Regions from separate parts of the Mus musculus genome. Here region 2 is linked to region 1. A link is a contact called in public Hi-C data. All regions are on one chromosome and are shown on one strand. The core of a region is the stretch at or near the end of the contact, and the rest is flanking DNA. Distances in the headings are between cores, read along the strand shown.

Evidence for each region. A called contact is a pair of places that touch in the nucleus more often than the background predicts.
Region 2: a contact with region 1 is called in a Hi-C map of pre-B cells, with 2.0 times the contacts expected there. The contact joins two enhancer-like sites. A contact is called at or near these places in 1 of 15 datasets of contacts at CTCF or cohesin (large pre-B cells), 5 of 484 Hi-C or Micro-C datasets (B cells, the C10 cell line, conventional dendritic cells and 2 more), 1 of 115 datasets of contacts at active chromatin or transcription factors (embryonic stem cells) and 3 of 9 other capture datasets (adipose tissue, liver and pancreatic islet).

What each region holds. Positions count from the first base shown.
Region 1 is chr4:44,812,352-44,815,400 of GRCm38.p6, forward strand. All of the region lies in intron 2 of Zcchc7 (zinc finger, CCHC domain containing 7), which reads left to right. Among named protein-coding and RNA genes, the nearest start is that of Zcchc7, 57 kb to the left of the region's middle. Within about 2 kb of position 1,585, at least 25 of the 459 cell types and tissues checked have an H3K27ac peak or open chromatin away from gene starts, as enhancers often do. A contact at or near this core is called in pre-B cells, where this site is marked.
Region 2 is chr4:44,909,436-44,912,484 of GRCm38.p6, forward strand. All of the region lies in intron 6 of Zcchc7 (zinc finger, CCHC domain containing 7), which reads left to right. Among named protein-coding and RNA genes, the nearest start is that of Gm12678, 33 kb to the right of the region's middle. Within about 2 kb of position 1,461, at least 18 of the 459 cell types and tissues checked have an H3K27ac peak or open chromatin away from gene starts, as enhancers often do. A contact at or near this core is called in pre-B cells, where this site is marked.

The DNA of each region.
Region 1 (3,049 bases), core at 335-2,834:
GGAAAAACGATTATTTTGGTGTAAATATGGTTTGTTGCATGATGAGGAAACAAGTTTGAATCCTGAAAAATCATCACATCAGAAGTATTTTACTATGTGGAGAGAGTGAATGGCATTTTAAGCAAGAAAAACTGAACAGTATAAAGTAAGTGGGATTGAGGAAGTAATTAATGCAATTGTGTAAAATGTCTACTATGAATTATCTACTAGAAACACTGCACATATTTTACTATAGTCCAAAATTTGAGAGGTAGTTTATAGTAGACTGGTATTATAGGATTGAAAGTAAATATTACCCAAATAACTTTGAAGTAAAAGTCTCTTAGGACTTGATAATATAATTAAAAACACTGACCAAGAAAGAAGTAAAAGAAGTTGCATTTTTTAAAATGACTTTTAAATGTTATCCACTACTGACAGTTAAAGGGAGGTTGGAAGAAGATTCAGTGTAGTAGATGAGTTGAGTTCAAATTACCTGTTTGATTTCAGTGAAGGAACTGTGAAGGTACCTCCAGAGGAAGAGTAGGATGCTGTATTAGAAACTATGATACAAATATATCTAGTATTTTTGGTTCTGGAATTAATCTCAAAAACCATATCATCTTCTAACATTGTCTTTGCCAAACCCTAAACTCTCTGCCTTTTGTTTATCTGGCTCACACTATCCAGTGCAGAAATAGGTTGTAGTGATTAATGAAAGAAGGAAGTATTAGTCATCATATTATAATGCAAGTTTATCTCTAGGTACAGCTACTTTTTAAGCTCTCTGATAACAATATTGTCTATTTAGTTTTCACAATAAGTCTTTTGCAAAGCGTTGTTCACATGAACAAATATTACTTAAGGTTCTATACCAGATAAATGGACATTTGAAATTAAAAAGGACCTAATTTAAAGAATCAGGCAAAATTCATTGAGATAGTGGTTTTGCGACTGTAAAACCACTGTATTAAATATATGTTCATTTAATTTTTATTATTGTTTTTATATCTAGCTTTTTGTTTTGTTTTGGCACTAGAAAAGGTAAATATGACATTTGGCTTTAGTAGGATGCGATTTAAAACTGAGAATTTAAAGATAACTTTCTTCTCCAGCAGGTTTTATACTTAAGTTCTCTTGTTGTTTTATATGAATGTTGATTAGAAGCTTTCTTGTTTCATATTATGGTTGTTATAACATTTCTTGAGAGCATTGAAAGAAGAATTTTTACCAGATACCTAGGATAGTCCTAAAACGGAATCTTTAATTATCTAAAACAATTTTAGGTCATTATTGGATAATTATTAAAAGGATTAATTATTATTTTATTGTTACACATTGGTGGCATATTAAGTATTTATATTTGATATTAGCAAACATTTGAGAGCCAATTTTAATATATCACACTACTTTAAATTTGTTGTGTTTAAGGAGGGAGTGGTCACCACGTTAGTATTTTACTCTATTTATAAGGAGGAAAAAGCAATCCAGAACAATCAAAGCCAGGCTGAAGCAACTTGTTAAACACTCTTGCATTAGACTGTCTCCCCCACTTCTGATGTGATACTTTGAAGGCAGCTGCTACAGATAAACTCTGGAGCCCCAGATGGTGGTTGCCTAATCCTCATGAGAATTCATGTCCTGGAGCAGCTCTTATCTCTCCAGACCTGACATTGTCTGCGAGCTTTCACTAAGGAGAGGATAATATAAACATGCTATGCATGAGCTTCACTTCTTGAATATGTCAGAGACACAGGAAGTTACAGCAAAGTATAACAAGAACAGAGCTCACATTATTGAAAGTATTATTTAAAGCACTCGATGGCGCTTGTGTTAAGTGGTATATAGTTGGCAGGAAATGCACAATGAAATCTTTTTTAAAATGCCACAGCCTCCAAAGCCTGAATTCAGAAATGTAAATTTGTCGATAAAGGTGCTATTCTCAGAATTCACTGTTAATATAATTTGCTTTAAACTAATAATTTCAGGCAAGCCATCCTTTTAATGAATATTGTGGCTTTTACTTCTTACTTGGTAACCCTTTTTGTTTGAGAAATCAACATACCTATTCAGTATTTAATAAGTTCATATTTAATGTTTTGTTTGAAAAATCCTAAGGATATGATTTGTAGGATCAGAGCCAGAGAGAGCATGATTGTCTTTCTGACATAGTAGCCACATGTTCTAAAATGGGAATACAGAGGCTGTCTGCTTCAGGCAGTATCACATTTAAACTGTGAGCAAGGGACATTGACACTAACTCTATGTAGATAAGGAAGGGGGTTCTTCACAGAATTTTCCACCAAATGGAAAGCTATAGATGTTTTCCATAATAAAGCTCAAGGTTATATCTTGAGCCTTTTGTCTCTTTCCTCAAAATACCATACCGTCTTCTACAGCCATATTGGACTTCCCACTAACTGTAGAATCAGTAGGGCCCATTCATGTTGTCATACATTGTCTCAGTGTGTTTCCTTGGCTTATCGTGCATGCTCTTCCTGAAAAAGGCAGCTTTCAACCCCAGAGACACAGCTTACGTATCAATTCTGCGAATCCTTTGTTGGTGTCATTTTGTTTTGTTTGTTTCTAGATTTACTTTTACTTATCACTTATCTTGCTTGTGTGTGCACATGCATATATGTGGGGCTACTTCACCATAGCACTCATGTGGCAGTCAGAGGACACCTATAGGAGTAGGTTCTGTCATTCTACCATGTAGGTTCCTGAGATCAAAATCAGTCTTTAACCTCCCGAGCTGCCCTTGAGACTCTTTTGTTTTTCCCTGCTTCTAGAACTTTATAGCTAGAATAATTTTTGCAAATTATAGGTTTGCCAGACATTATGGTACATGTGTTCTCTTAGCATTTGGGAGGTGAGAGAGTGTAAGTTCAAGGCCAGCCTTTGCTACTTAGTTCAAGAACAGGTTAAGCCGTATAACCAGACTCTTTCTCTACAATAAACAAAAGAGCTATAAGCTGTGTGAGTGGTTGGGTATAGCAGTAGTCTCTACATTCTGGAGGCAGAAGCAGAAGATTGCAGGTCTGTGCCCAGACCCTATTTCCAAAGCAAA
Region 2 (3,049 bases), core at 211-2,710, 97 kb after region 1:
AAAACTTTAGTGTTATATTAAATAAAAGTCATATACATGTCTATATATTATATACATATATGTGACAAATGCAGTCAGTGGATTATATTTTGGCATTGTAGCAGCTCTTTGGTAACATAATAATGGTAAAGCCCTTATAGCCTAAACCTGATAAGAACAGAATTATTCTTGTATCTCTCAAGGTCTCAGAGTCTCTGTATAGTGGTGTGGCAGTACTCGTTACTTTTATTAAGTAATACCATCATACATTTGACTTTGTAGCTCTTTTAGCTTTTCCACTAATTTAAAGAATTTTTATGTGACTGTTATTGAATGATAAAAATTAGCTTCAAATGTAACAGAAGGTTAAAAGGTTTGTTGAGTATTTTTTTAGCTTTTCAGAAACAAATTATAAAAAGAATAGAGATCTTTAAAAATGAAAACAAAATAAATTCATCTTTATTAGAATATAATATATTCTATCTGTAAGAATAACAAATTCAATTTGAAGTTTTCTTTATATGGAAACCTGGTTGATTTTCTTTCAGAAAATGTTGAAGTAATCATTGTAATTCACAACTATCAGGTTTTAATTAACAGTGAGTTATTATGCAAGAATAACTACAACAATAGTATGCTTATAAATGTGTAAATACTTTTATCAATCCATCTAAAATATAATCATTTTCCAATTATTTAAATTGCCTTATCAGTATATGGACAATATTTGAATGCCTGTAATTAAGCAGTATTAAATATTGAGTGAAAGCACACTGCATGCTGATTTTAGCCATCTTCAGCCCTTTTACTAGGCGATGGACTGCCATCTATTGACTCAGAGTAGCCCTCACATGTGAACAGTGGCATCAGTCACAGCAGTGGCCACAGAAGGAAGGAAGTTTGAATTGCCTCTTATGTACTCATTTCAACCAGCCTGCTTAAGGCTGTAAAGGTCGAGAGATCATTGTGATACATTCACTTCTCCTCTGACCACAAAGTATCTATTTCTAACTCCAAAGGCACTGGACTTTGGGGTTACATTTCTTTTAGAACTTGTGTTTGGAACTGTTGACATTTGAGTGCTTTTCACTTGCTGTGCCTGATTCCCAACTGATAAGATCTGGAGGATCATTTCCAGAACAAGTACACTTTAAGCAGCTACAAAATCGGGTCTAGGAAGCCTCTCTCTTATAAACATGCAAGAAAGATGAAGATAAGTAACATAGACTTAGGAATTTTCAATTTTTCCTTACAATATTGTGAAATAAGATTTCAAAAGAGAAGTTTTCATTATTTTCGGTAATATCAATGGTAAAATGAGGTTTCTAATAGATTATATCTAAATAAAGAGCTTTTAAACAAACTTGACTTGAATGCATTAATAAAAGGCAAATCCATCATTTCAAAAGACACACAGTGATACTGAGACTCTAAAGCACACCCCCAGCACAGCATGTGGCTCTACTGCTTTTCTTTATCCATTTCGATGACTAATTTAAAAAAAAAAATGTACCTTTTGATGTCTTTGTTGATCTGGAGACATATGTGAGAGAATTTATTTAAAAATTACCTATACTTCCTTTTAAAAAAAAGAAAAAGCAAGCCTTTTGATATCTTTGCTGATCTGGAGACAAACATGAGGCGGGAAAATTAACAATTATGTAGTTTCCTCCAATAGCTAACACTTTTACTTCCTCAAAAAGTTAAAGTTTTTACATGTCTTAATCATATAACCCTATTCTTTACATTGTAACTTCTGCTTTCAGATTTTTAGCAAAGCCTTGTCTTTTTCTTCATTCACATAGTTCCTTGTAGATTATTTCCCTATGAAAAAAGAAAGTCCTTTCTCCATCTCTTCCTTTCTTATGTTATAGCAAAAACACTAGGCTAATATGGCACCCACAGAGTTATATAGCCCATAGTATTTTTCTCTGATAGAAACTATAATTTAACATGCATTAGACATTCTTATCGTGTTTACTTAAAAAGTAATCAGAAAATTGCAATTCAAAAGCTGTATATATTAAGAACCAAAAAGGTTAATGCATCTTTTATGTTTAATTTTGTGCTTGTTTTTTAATGTATTTAAAATGCATTACAACCTTACTACTTCTTAGTTTAACTAAAAATTTCAGAATATGGAAGAGGATATAATTTTTATATGAGGTTAAGTTTTGGAATGCTTAGAATTTATACTTCAAAAATGGAAATTTTTATTAACTAGGGAAGAGAAGAAAAATACATTTCCTTGTCTTCCTTTCTGGTCAGTGTTGACTAGCAGTCAAGAGTACAACCCTGAACCCGCTGAATGGCGGAGTCTTCCAGACTGCAGTTCAAGTGCTCCATTCGTTTTCCCGGTCCACATTCTCTCCTTACCTGGGAACATCAGCCTACAAGTATACTGCTGAGTTTTCACAGAATGATTTTTACAGCAAATCAGAATTTTATCATCTAAAAAATTCTATGCTTTTTGCCACAGAATGGTGCCCCAAATATCAGCAGACTAAAGCTAACTTCAGAACTACTGTTTGACAGTCCAGAAGAAGAGAACAGGAGATAGGTGCTAAAGCTACAGCCATTCAAATATCTTTTACCTTGGGATTGAGGTGTAAGGCAGGGTAAATATAACATCCCATGCTTTTCTTTAAAAAAAAAAAAAAAAGTTTTTTAAAGTCACCAACAATGGAGACATTTTTCTATTCACGTTTTTCAAAAAAAGAAACTTCCTTTTAATGTGTTCCGAGCATGTGTTTGGAGTCTTGGGTGGCTTTGTCAGCTCCCCAAGCAGACCTGCCAAACGTGCGAGCACCATCCACATGCTGCTCACCTGAGGAGTCCTCATCTTTCCTGTGTCTGTTTGCACGTGGGAGGGAGGGAAACAGCCCAGGCGTATATTTAAGAAAATAGCATTGATTGGGCATTATCATTAGAATTATATATTCCAAAATAGGGTGAGGCCTGCCTCATTTTCACTATTAAAAAACAAAAATGTTGTGCCATCTTTAAGGGCCTGACAGAAACTATCATAAACAACAATTTTATAAATTCATTTGATAGTGCAATCCACAAT